Linked DNA regions of Mus musculus: region 2 is linked to region 1. The links are chromatin contacts, called in public Hi-C maps. All regions are on one chromosome and are shown on one strand. Each heading gives the region's core, a stretch centred on a gene start, on an enhancer-like site or on the middle of the called end of the contact. The rest is flanking DNA. Distances are from core to core; before and after follow the strand shown.

What was found. A called contact is a pair of places that touch in the nucleus more often than the background predicts.
Region 2: a contact with region 1 is called in a Hi-C map of muscle stem cells, with 2.4 times the contacts expected there. The contact joins two enhancer-like sites. A contact is called at or near these places in 3 of 484 Hi-C or Micro-C datasets (the AML12 cell line, embryonic stem cells and muscle stem cells) and 1 of 115 datasets of contacts at active chromatin or transcription factors (embryonic stem cells).

Annotation. Positions count from the first base shown.
Region 1 is chr1:119,249,977-119,256,361 of GRCm38.p6, reverse strand. No RefSeq gene overlaps it. Among named protein-coding and RNA genes, the nearest start is that of Gm46144, 52 kb to the right of the region's middle. Within about 2 kb of position 3,116, at least 21 of the 459 cell types and tissues checked have an H3K27ac peak or open chromatin away from gene starts, as enhancers often do. A contact at or near this core is called in muscle stem cells, where this site is marked.
Region 2 is chr1:119,453,369-119,459,753 of GRCm38.p6, reverse strand. Gm46145 (a long non-coding RNA gene) reads right to left here and starts at 5,870. Exons shown (of 2, transcript XR_001779350.1): 1 at 5,610-5,870; 2 at 5,237-5,482. Within about 2 kb of position 2,448, at least 59 of the 459 cell types and tissues checked have an H3K27ac peak or open chromatin away from gene starts, as enhancers often do. A contact at or near this core is called in muscle stem cells, where this site is marked.

The DNA.
Region 1 (6,385 bases), core at 1,867-4,366:
CAAAGACAGAGCCGACCTGAGCAGGCAGAAAGGTGCAGAGCCTCACCCTGGAGCCACTGGGTGGCGCGCTTTGTGGAGTGAGAGACTGCCACCAACTGTTGGGGAAGGAGGAAAGACCAGCCTGTTGGCCCATCCCAGCTTGCCACCCATTCAGTTTCTCCGGTGTTAGGTTGCAGGTTGTGTGTAGGAATTGGAGGTAGACACATGGCAAGAAGTCCCAGGAGGCTCCTTTCTCCAATGTCTAGGCTCCTGGGGACAACCACGGAGGTGGAGCTGAGAGTAGGATTCAGAGAGGAGAGCTTCAGATGTCATCCTCCCATCCCTCCCATTCCAAGACTTAACCTCCCCCTCCCCTTCTCCTTTCTCTCTTGGTTTCATTCCCTGTCCTCCCACCCCCATAGCCCAGCACACACCTCAAAGAGACTCAATTCACTGATTCGTGTAACTCCTCCCCCACCCGAACACACTCTTCCAGGGCTCTCCCAGGATTGTCCCCTCAAGTCAACCTTTTGTGGCATGGAAGTGGGTGTGGTCACCCAAATTAGGAGTAAGGGAGAAGAGTATAGTAAACAGCACAAACCCACCACAACCACAACTTCCCCCCGCAACACCCCGCATTGTGCTCTGAAAGCTGGAGACACACAACGAGCCAGCATCTGTGTAGAATAATAAAACCGGGTGTGGACGTGTCGTTCTCACAGGACATTTGGCTGAGCCCGGGCAACGCGAAAGCATGCATAGTTAACACTCCTGACTGTGTGAAGCCCATTGTCGCGGGCACTGGCTCTGCGAGGGACCCAGGGCCCGGGGCTTGGCAAGGGCCCGAGACATTTCTTGGAATGGTTTCTTGTTCATCACTGACACTCGTAATGAGAAATTTATACACCATCCTAGGCGGATAAATTAATTTCGAACACTTTAGACTTGGGAAGACAATGGTTCCTGGCAGGACTCTTTATCACCCGTTTTATTAAAACACACACACACACACACACACACACACACACACACACACACGGAGGGGGAAAAAGACAGAAAAGGGGGGAAAGAAAGAAAGAAAGAAAGAAAGAAAGAAAGAAAGGAGGAGGAAACCCCTCAGGACATTCCAAACAAAACCCCATGTGCTTGCCGGGCTCTAGAGTTTGTGTTGCATGGCGAGGGTGGGGGGGAGAACCTTCATAGGCCCCATGAGCGCCGAGGGTCCTGGGGGTCACTAGGAAGCTTCATTAAAGGGTGTACAGATCCCCCAGGCTGTCCCCTCACCCCTGGGGGAGCACAGCTTCCGCTCACCCCTGGCTCCCTTTGAGGTTGGCATTCTGGCCAAGGAGTGGGGTTTCCCAGGCTGCTGTTTGTGAAAGGTAATTAAATTGTGATAATGTTTCCATTCAGACCTGAGGCTTGGGTGAAGCCCTGGGATTCATCAGACAGACATGCTCCTGCTGCCCACTGAACACATAGGCCAGCTCTGCAAGAGTACTGGCCAGGACCCATGGCTATCCATGAGCTCACCAGAGGACCAGACATGGATCTGCAGAGATGGCACCGGAGATATTAGCACCATGTGGCCCTGTTTCTCCTGAAGGCTCAGCTTGTAGTGCCTTGCTAGCAGTCTAGTGGATGGTGTAGAAGTGTCAAAGAGATGTTTAAGAGAGATGGTTGTCTGCAGGTAGGCATGACCTGGGTTCCGTCTTCTATGATACTGAGAGGGAGAAGAAGATAGGAGGTGAGCTCCTTAGCTCAGGAATGGCATGCTGTCTTGGCAGAGCCCTAGCTTTAGGCCAGGAGGCTCCACTGTTCAGAAAAGCATCCAGGGGGCAGGGAGGTGACTGAGCAGGTAATGGAGTTTGATAATGTATCTGATTACCCGAGTTAGATCCTCAGGGTCCACAAGGCAAGGAAGAGAACAGACAAGGCAAACTATGGCCACACACACACACACACACACACACACACAATTAAAATGTAATAAAAATGCAAATGAAACTTATCCAGAAAAGTCTGTCCCAAGCTACAGCTTCTAACTTTGGCAGCCCCAACTCTTCTTAGAGTCCAGCCTTCCTGCAACCTTGTTCACCCACCAGAGCTCCCAACCTTTGCCAGGCTGTAAATCACATAGGAAATGTTTAATATTTTGGAGTAACAGAAGGCATTCAGGACCCTGGAAAAGGCCATAGCAATATCACACTATGAAAACAAATAGGTAGCATAATAGATTATGGATTCACACACTCTTTTATATACTTTCTTTTTCCCATTTATGTGTTTGTGGAAGAGGGTAGGTGAGTGGATGTGTGTGTGTGTCACAGAACCCACATGACAGGCATCTGCCAATCACAGGCATCCATTCATTAGTTTTCTCCTTCCGTCACATATGTCCTGGGGCTCAAATCCAGACTGCCAGAGTTGGTGACAAGTGCCTTCACCCACTGACCCCTCCCAGTGGCTTCTTCTTTAATTTGAGACAAGGGCTCATGCAGCCCAGACTGGCTTTGAACTTGTCAAAGATGATCTGGAACCTCGGTGCTGGCATTCAGGTGTGCCCTCACCACATCTGGTTTATGCCATGCTGGGAATCGAACCAGGGCTTTCTGCATGCGAGGCAAACACTGTCAGTTGAACTACAGCCCCAGCCCTACAAGCAATTTTTTTTTAAAGTTGTGAAATGAGAAACAGCTGCTTCCATGATGAAAGCTTGTTTTTGTGTCAGATGTGATGTTTGAGCTGGCTCCGTGTGATTCCAGAGTATGTTTGTTTTTTCTTTTTCTTTTTTTCTTTTTTTATTTCGAAATAATTACAGACTCACACACAGTTGCAAAAACAGTACAGTGAGGTCCTTGGTAGCCATCCCCGGCTGCCCTGGTGGTGACAGCTCTGTGGTGAATTTCCAAAAGCTAGGAATTAGTCAATTGTTTTTCTTTCTTTCTTTTTTTTTAACTTGTTAATTATTTAATTTAGAGACAGGCTCTTATGTATCTGAGCGTCAGATTCTCTTTGTAGCTGCGAATGACCTTGAACTTATGATTCTCCCGTCTTTACCTCCTAATTCTGGGATTTGAGGCTTGATTTATACAAGGCCAAGTGTCAAAACCCAAACCCCAGGCACGCTGGACAAGCACTCCACAAAGCAAGTTCCAGGCCCAGCCTGGATGGAGAATTCTCAGTATGTCTTTAGAGCTTTCACCCTCTATATAGGAGACATGGATTTAAAGTCTCTTCATGTCTGTTGACACTGGAGCTAAAGAAGCCACGGGGGTGGGGGTGGGAGTGGGGTGTGAGGGTGGGGGGTGAGGGTGGGGGGAGGGGGAGTGGTACACAAGATGGCTCAGTAGGTAAGAATGCTTCCTGCACAAACCCTCACACAAGCCTGTGCACAAGTCTGACAACATGAGTTTGATCCCAGGGTCCCACAGGCTAGATAAAATTGATTCCTGAAAGTAGTCCTCTGGCCTTTACATGCATACACATAGACAATGTACACACACACACACACACACACACACACACACACACACAAGTAATTTTAAAAGTTAACTCTTTTTAAGAAAGCCTGCCAAGTGTTCTTCTTTCCTTCTTGACAAACAGGAAACTGAAATGTCTTGTTCGACAGTACAAGGCACTGTCACATCCTAATGAAAGGTGAATTTCCAAAATGATAACACAACTCTCATTTCCATGGATGGAGGAGTTTCCTCGAGTAGTGCAGGACAGCTGTGAGACCCCATGACTCACTGGATTGCAGAGGAACTCCCAAGCTATGCCACAGTGGCACCTGTCTCTACTCCCGCCATCATTGCTGCCTACGCTGGGGTGGTAACCAGGACATAAATCTTTGAGCCGTGCCAGTTCTCCTGGCTTCTGGCCCTATTCACTCTGGTGGTGCCCCCTTAAGAAAATCCTCTGTCTCGGCTAGGGTTTCTAATGCTATGATAAAACACCACTGCCAAAAGCAAGTGGGAAGCAAAAAGGGTTAATCTCGAAAATCTTACAACTTGTTGTCCATCATCCAGGTTTGTCAAGGCAGGAATTTAGGGCAGGAACCAGGATGCAGAAACTGATTCATAGGCCACAGAGGGACTCTGCTTACTGGCTTGCTCCCTGTGGCTTTTTTCTTTTTTCGTTTTTTTTTACAGCATTCTGAACCAGCAGCACGGGGGTGGGGTTGAGGGTGGGGGTGGGGTGGTACTTCATAAAGTAAGTGGGCCCTTCCAAGCCAACCTGGTGTGGCATTTTCTCAATTGAGGCTCCCTCTTCCCAAACTTGACTCCAGCTTGTATCAAGTTGACACATAAAACTAGCCATCACATCCTCCCAGATCTGCCCCCTCTTTTCTCTCAAGTTTCAGTGGTAACCTCTGTCACCCCAAGGACCATAGCACCATGCATTTGCTGCTACAGAAGCGTGGCTCATTCTGGGCACTCCCAGCTGTCCGACCATGACCTTCAGGTTTATCATTGCTACCCATGCGGATGGCATTCTGTGATCTCCTGCGATGGTTAATCATCATCGTCAACTGGATTGGGTTTGGAGAAGGGCTCCCTAACTGCAGGGAGCATCACCTCATGATGTGGGGTCCTAACCTGCACAAAAAGGAAAAGCAAGCAAGCTGAGTTCCACACCAGCATTCATCTCCCTCTGCTTTCTGACTGGGTTCCATGTGACCAGTCCTGTTCACGCTCTGTTTTCCTGATTTTTCCACCATGATGGGCCCTATCTCTAAACTTCAAGCCACAGTGAAACCCTCTGTACACTGCTTATGTTTGACTAAGAGAAAAAAATTCAATAGTATTTATTATGTTAACAGTATAGACTCATGCACGCCACAGTCAGAGAAGAACTCACTAGAGTCAGCTGTCGCCTGCCACCATCTGGGTCCTGGAGATGGAACTCAGGCTGTCAGCCTTGGCGGGAGGTGCCTTTACCCTCTAAGCCATCGCACCACCCTCACGAGATACTTCATTGTCATAGCAGTGAGAAACGTAGCTGACACACACCGCTCAACTAGCCCTCTTTGCTTCTTTGGAAAGCTGGGCAAGGTGTCCTTCAGGTCTAGAAGTGAACCGACACTCTGCAAGCCGTGTGACAGAGACACTGAAGTTCTCTGTGAAGTAGGATAATGCTGACCCTCCTCTGACAGGGTCTGGAAGGATTAAGTTAGGAACTACATGCAGAGCTTTCAACAGTGCCTTGCAGTTAAGAAACACTTTTGCTGTGTTCTTATCTCCTGAAATTATCTAATTCACTTTCTTGTGAATTTTTGCCTGCAATTGTGTGTGTGATTTCCCGTGCATGGGTGACTGGGGAGGTCAGAGCTCAGTGTCTTTCTTAGTCCCTTGAGATTATCCTGTTTTTGCCTTTCCAGTGCTGGGAAAGGCTGTGCCTGGGGATTTACTGGATTTGGGGTGTTGAGTTCAGGTCTCTGTGATTTACTGACTAATCCGCCTTACTAATCTTTTTCTTGTGTCTTTTTAAATGACTAGCTTTCCCCAGCATCCTCCTGATGCTATAGGGATGCCCCCCCCCCATGGTCTCATTCCCTCTGTGTCAGAAGATGAGGCTATGCTGAACATGCGCGGGCTGTTTCTGCTTTGGGAAAAGTACTTGCTTGGCGAATTTCTCCAGACTCTGGAGAGTTTGGGGTGCACCATAGAAGCTGGGTGTGAATTCCTGGGCACGCTTTGTGAACCTTTAGTTCAAATTCTCACTCAGAAACTCTCAACTAATGACAACAGGTGAGGTACTTGATTCATCTAAGGCCCATGTTCTGGGTTTTAGGCGAGGATTAGACAAATAGTTTTAAAAAAAGATTTACTTTATTACTATTATTAGTGTGTGTGTGTGTGTGTGTAGGTTTGTGTGTGTTGTGTGGAATATGCATATCTTAATTAGGGTTCCCATTTCTCTAAGAGACACCATGACCAAGGCAATTCTTATAAAGGACAATGTTTAATTGGGGCTGGCTTACAGGTTTTGAGGTTCAGTCTATTATCACACATGGCAGGAAGCACAGGAGCATCCAGGCAGGCATGGAACTAGAGGAGCTGAGAGTTATACATCTTGACCAGAAGGCAGTGGGCAGTGATGGCGTACACCTTTAATCCCAGCACTCGGGAGGCAGAGGCAGGCAGATCTCTGAGTTTGAGGCCAGTCTGGTCTACAGAGTGAGTTCCAGGACAGCCAGGGCTACACAGAGAAACCCTGTCTCAAAAAACAAACAAACAAACAAACAACCAGAAGGCAGCCAGAAGAAAACTGTACTAGGGTAGCTAGGATGAGGGTTTCAAAGCCCACCCCCACAGTAATATACCTCCTCCAACAAGACCATACCTCCTAATAGTGCCACAGCCTGGACTAAGCATATTCAAACCACCAAAATGCACATGTGTAA
Region 2 (6,385 bases), core at 1,199-3,698, 200 kb before region 1:
GGCTGTGGTGCAGAATACTAGTTCTGCATGTGGGAGGCCCAGATGCACTATCTAGTGTCTCCTGTGTGTGTCTGTATTCCCAGCTCTGAGCTCATCAGAGAAGTTCAAGATGAGCCTCAGCTACTTAGTGAGTTCAAGGCCTGCCTGGATGACATAAAAACCTTTATCAAAAGCAAACAAACAAACAAACGAACAAAAACTCCCCATAAGTTTTTCCATTTAGTGCCAGGAAATCATGGGCCCCACACCCAAAGCCCTGGTCAGCAGCAGCCTGAGCGTCTTATTCAGTCAGGGCTGTATTTCTGATATTGCTAGCTTTCAAAATGCTACTTGGCTTTATTTTTAGGAAGGAAGACCTGCATTCACAAAACACTCTAGGTTAGATTGCACCATTCAGAGCCTCAAAGTACTTATAAGAGGTCCTATTTGCTCGTTGGTGGCACATGGCTGTGCCTGCCACACAAAAGCTGTGCATGCCACTCAATCGCTCTGCCACTGGGTTACAATTCCAGGTCAGAACCTATACCTTTTTAATGCCATATTTTCTGAGCTTATATATTACTTTTTCTATACTAGAACAAAACACTTTTTAATATTCTCAGTGGGCAATGGGTCAAGTGCTTGCCTGGCAAGCCTAATGCTCTGGGCCCCATCCCTAGAATCATACAGACCCGGCACAGGGGTCAAGTGAGCCATCTCAGTACTGGGAATGGGGAATGTCATGACCATTCTCAGCTGAATAGCCAGTTTGAGGCTAGCCTGAGATACATGAGGAGACCCTGGTTTGTTCTCTCTCTCTCTCTCTCTCTCTCTCTCTCTCTCCCCTCTAATTCTAATTCTATATACGTGCTAAGCCAGGCTAGTGCAGCACTTACTCTGTAGCCCAGGCTGGCTAGTCGGTTCTCCGGCCTCCGTGCTAGGACGATGGGTGTGAACTGCCACGCCAGTCCCAGCTCACTTATTTGTTTTAAAAATAAGATCTCATTTAATTTGGACTGACCTCAAACTCATAATATAGCTGAGGATGACTTTGAACTCGGATCCTCCTGAACTAGAGTTACAGGCATATATAGAGTGCATAGGTGTGAGATGCTATCATGCCTGCCTTATGTGGTATTGGGATGGAACTCAGGACTTCATGCACATTCGGCAAGCACTCCAGCAACTGAGCTACATTCCCAGTTCCCAGTGCCCCATTCGTTTTTATTTGGACAGAATGTTATACCAAAAAAAAAAAAAAAAAAAAAAAAAAAAAAAGATGTCATTTTTTTAGTCACACCAGGCTCATTGAACGCTATTCGCAAACACCTAGCTCCACCTAGTGGCTACAGGAGGGTCGATTTTTCCCGAGAAAGCTCTTGAGGCTGGTCTGGGACCCTGCCTAAGTGAGGGTAGCTTTGGTAACTCCCTGGAAGCTGATTCGGAGCAGAACGCCTGCCTGAATCACTCCCTTGAAAAAGGTCCAAACACAGTTGTTGGGTTTAATGACCTGCGTTATTATGGGCTTTGGATTTTGTGTGTGTGCCAAGCCAAAGCATGAACAATACACAAACTCTTAAGGAAAAACACCGTGGCAGAGAGCAGGGCAGACAACATAAGCCCACTGTCTGTGAGGGCTGGTGGTTTCACTCGCATTTTTATTGCATTAATCAATTTGTATTGCAGAACATAGGAAGACTGTTCCCACAGTGAGTTTTGTTTACTGAGAAAGATTGGGAAAGTAACAGGGGAGCCCTAATTCCTCACACTGCAATTCAGCAAGCTCCTTTCCACATGAAACGCAAATGGGCTGCAACCCAGCGTGCAACTGCGCTCTCTCTCTCTCTCTCTCTCTCTCTCTCTCTCTCTCTCTCACACACACACACACACACACACACACACACACACACACACACACGAGAAAGGCCTTGGAGAACCACCCTAGTCACGTACTCCCTTCTCACCCCCCCCCCCAAGGAGCACCCAGACCTTGGTCTTAAAGACACATTCCCTTGGGGGCATCAGTCCCTGTAGTAGCGGTTCTGTCATTTTGGCTGCCATCACCAGAGATAGCCTCTGCTTCAAGGACTGCTCCCTCTTAGCCCAAACAAGCTGACTTCAGAGGCCAGGGCCAGCCAGTCCGTAGACTCAGTGCTCCCGTAGGCAAGCAGGTTGGGCTGAGCACTGACCGTGACCACATGTGCCATGGGCCCTTTGAGCACATTCTACTTGGGTGGGTGGCAGGTCATGACAAACTATTTTGCCCCAAGCATGGCTTATTCTTTTGCAATGCCCAAGCCCTATGTGTGGGTTAGAGCTTGGTGACTGTCCCTCAGTGGTGGGGGTAGGGATGGGGGCTGTAGCCCTAGGAAACAAGCTCACCTTGAAGCCCCGTGGCTCAGCCTCGCCTTCTATAGTTCAGGGCATAGCTGGCAGGGGGAAGCGGCTCGCATGTGATGGGATTGTGACCATATGTTGCTTTCAGTTTCAAAGCAGACTTTTAATAGCGGTTTCGTGTTACCTAGCTAAAAGTAGCTGTGAGCTTCTTGCCGCGTTCACACCTCTTCTCCCTTGTCCTGGATCATTTGTTCTGTGCTCCCTAAATTACCCATCCTTCTTGGGTTTAAGCATCAAAAAAAAAAAAAAAAAAAAAAAACCTCTTAGCTTCTAGCTTCTGCTGTTCACCAACACAGGTGCTATGTCAGCGGATCGCTCCCTCCACCCCACCCCAGTTCCCCCCACAGCCCTCCATCTTTCCCCACCTGTAAGCAGCGGTTCCCTGGCCAAGCTCCAAAGCACTTTCTTTTATCCCTTGATTGGGGTTTTATTTTAAAGAAGAAAGCCAAGCACATTTTTAACAGCCACAGCCAGATGGGGCTGAGCTCTTCCGAGGCAGCGAGGCAGCGCAGAGGTAATAAAACCCTGAGAGCTGGTGCGGCTAACCTAATGAGAGAGGCTGGGGCTTCCTGCCAGCTCCCAGTCCTGAAGAATACCTGTGGCCTCCGTGGAGGAGGCTCGTGACCTACGGCAGTGTTTTCCCATTTCTCTGTCCTCAAAGGCTGAAGTTAGTGCTGCGCTTTCCTAGCCCCAGGCTTTTCCACCCCTGCCTTGGACAGTTTTCACTCTGTGCTCCCGTAGTGACTTCTCCTACCTTAATAGACCTTGCTGCTGTACCTCATGGCTCTCCTTCCTTCCTTCCTTCCTTCCTTCCTTCCTTCCTTCCTTCCTTCCTTCCTTCCTTCCTTTTTTTCACTTTAATTGCATTTTATTTGTGTGTTTGTGTGAACACGTGGACACATATCACAGAACCCATGTGAAGGTCAAAGGACAACTTTCAGGAGTTAGTTCTCTTCTACCGTGTGGGTCTTGGAGATCAAATTCAGGCACACACACACGCACACACACACACACAAGCTAGTGAAACACCATCCATTCCCTCCTCTGCCCTTCTGCAATGGACTCCCATGTGTTAGACTGAGGGTGTCATGGGTTAGACTGAGAGTGTCCTCCCCTCCAGAAGAGATGTCATAGAGGCCACATTCTTCCCTTGGCCTGGCCCCTGGCTGCTAGTCACTGACAGGTGCCTTTCTTGCCATCTCTCAAGGGTGTTCTATTTCCATGGCTGCAGCTATAAGTCACCGACTTCCACTCAACCAGGCCAGGACGACCGAGGGCTCAGGGAGCACGTGCACAAGCCAGGGGCCACTAGGCTGGCAAGCTAGTCTAGCTAAGCCAGGACAGTGAGAGATCTCATATCGAGAGAGAGAGAGAGAGAGAGAGAGAGAGAGAGAGAGAGAGAGAGAGAGAGATGCAGGTAGGGAGCTGGTTAAAATGCCCTTAGCACAAGCAAACACGAAGAAAAGACTCTCTGGCAACTGGGCCAGCTAACTTGGTGTGGGCAGCAGAGAACAAAAAGAAATCTTGTCTTGAGCTAGGCATGGTGGTGCCTTTAATCCCAGCACTCAGGAGGCAGAGGCAAGTGGATCTCTGTGAGCTTGAGACTAGCCTGGTCTGCTAAAGACACCCTGTCTCAGAAAACAAAACAAAACAAACACACACACACACACACACACACACACACACACACACACACACACACACACACAAACAAACAAAAACCCTGAAAACAAAAAGAAAAAAATCCTGTCTCAAACAAAGTACCAGGAGGGAAGGACACTCAAGGTTTTCCTCTGGTTTCCATACACATTTTATGGTACATGTACACACATACACATGCATGCATGCACACACATGTGTGCACACACACATGCACTGTAAATCTGTCTTACCATCCCCACTCTAATTAGCTACTCTCTCCATATTCATTCAGGACTTGCCTTTAAGAAACTTCTTGAACCATGCCTACCTAGCCGGGCATGTCCATCGTCCTCGATTAAGATGGATCTTAAAATCTGGCAGGAGTCAGGTTGTGGGGGAGCATAGCTGTGGCCTAGGATTTGGGAGGCTGAGGTAGAGTATATAGGTCATTTTCAGTTATATATTGAATTCAAGGCCAGCCTAGGCAATGTGATATGCTGTCTCAAAGACAGACAAACAAAAAACCAGCCTGGTCCATAGTCACCATTTCTCTACCTGAGTGCTGCAATAATCCCCACTTACCATCCCAGGCCTGACAACCTGATTGGTGGCCACTGAGGGAAGGGTCCTTCCTTGTCCCATTACTTGCCCCATCTTCCCCACGTACCCTGACAAGGGAGACAACATTTCTTCTGCTTCCTCTGTGGGGTCGAAGCTGACCTGTGATGACCCTTGGAAAAACAGATAGCATTTCATCACAGGTATAAATGGGACCACTTACTAAATATCCTCTTGGTGTCGGGAGCAACAGCAGTGCATCTCTTTCTTGTATTCTTTGTGCTAGTAGACAGTGAGAAATGCAAGCTATATAATAAGTGGTTTGCTGAAGGCAAGGGTGGAGCCCAGGCCCCCTTCTTACAGATGCCCTGATGTGGCTCACCCTTGCAGCACATTTGCTATTGGCAGAAGCCAAGATATTCTGAGAAGCTCTCATGCTTTGGCTCTAAGACTATCGAGACAGCGGACCTGGGGAGATTAGAATTCCCCAGGAGTCTCAGGCTGGGAGAAGAAAAAGGCTGGTGTCCTGGTACCAACCAGAGAAGAAACTTAGCTCACAGGGTTCTGACAGTTCACCCGATGGTCTTGATGGACAGAGTGGAGTCTGGACAGTGATGGGTCAGTGATGGGTGGGACCACACCTTGACCAGGCCTGCTAAGCTATGTACACCTCTTGCTCTTTATTTACACTGAAAGGACCCTGAAGTAACTTGGAGGATTGCTGGACCTCCGTCCTCTTCCCACAGAGAATAAACCGAACCTCCTGTCTCTGCTTTCCACTATTGCTTGACTCTTCAGTTGGTCTTACTGAAGACGGAAGACCAAACTTGGCTTGTTAAGGCTGCAGAAACCCAGGCTCTGACTCCAACAGCTCTGGCAATGCATTCTGCATGGGGGTGCAGACTTCCTGGGGAACAGAAAAAGCAACTGTGAGCAGGCGACCCTCCCACGGGGTGTGGTGGGGGCAGATACCTTATATTGGGTGAGAGACAGGGATAGGTAGTTATGGAGGTTTGGTGACTAGGTGTGAGCACCTGTTCAGGGTTTCGTGGGACTCCTGAGCAGCTCAGGAGCTGGGTTGAGGGGATCAGAAGACATAGGCCTCGCTCCCTGCTATTCCTCTAACTTCACTGACTGGGCAGCCTCAGAAGCCATGGGCCTCATGCCAAGCCCTGTTCTTGGCACACGCCCTCCACCCTAGCCTGAGGCTTCTTATTATTGTGCTCAAAGCAGCTGAGAAGACAGAGGAGATGGGAAACGGTTCTCAAACACATGGGAAGGGTGTGTAGAAACAGAACCTTGAAACAAAGGCCTATTGATGGGCTTGTTTGTGATGCAAGTTTGGGGGAGGGACACAAGCAGGTATGGGTGTGCTGGGGTTTTTTTTTTTTTTTTTTTGGTATGTGTATGTGAGTGTGTGTGTGTGGTATATACGTGTGTGTGTGTGTGTGTGTGTGTGTGTGTGTGTGTGTGTGTGTGTGTGTGTGTGTGATTGTGTCAGTGTGCAGATGTGGAGACCAGGGGAGGGTACTGGATATCTATCACACCCTGCCTCATTCCTTTGAGACAGGATATCTCCTAGACCCTGGAGTTAGGCTGGCATACCCCTGTAAAAATGGGGTTGCAGGTGTACACATGGGCTGCCGTGCTCTGCTTTTTCTCTAGGGGCTGAGATTTGAACTCTGGTTCTTGTGGTTTTGAAGCGAATGTTCCTACTCACTAGGCATTCCTCCCTCCATCTCCAGGATTAGCTGTTTTGTAGGGAATAGGGGGCCAGACTAAGGCCAAACCTTTACTTTGGAGGACCCTT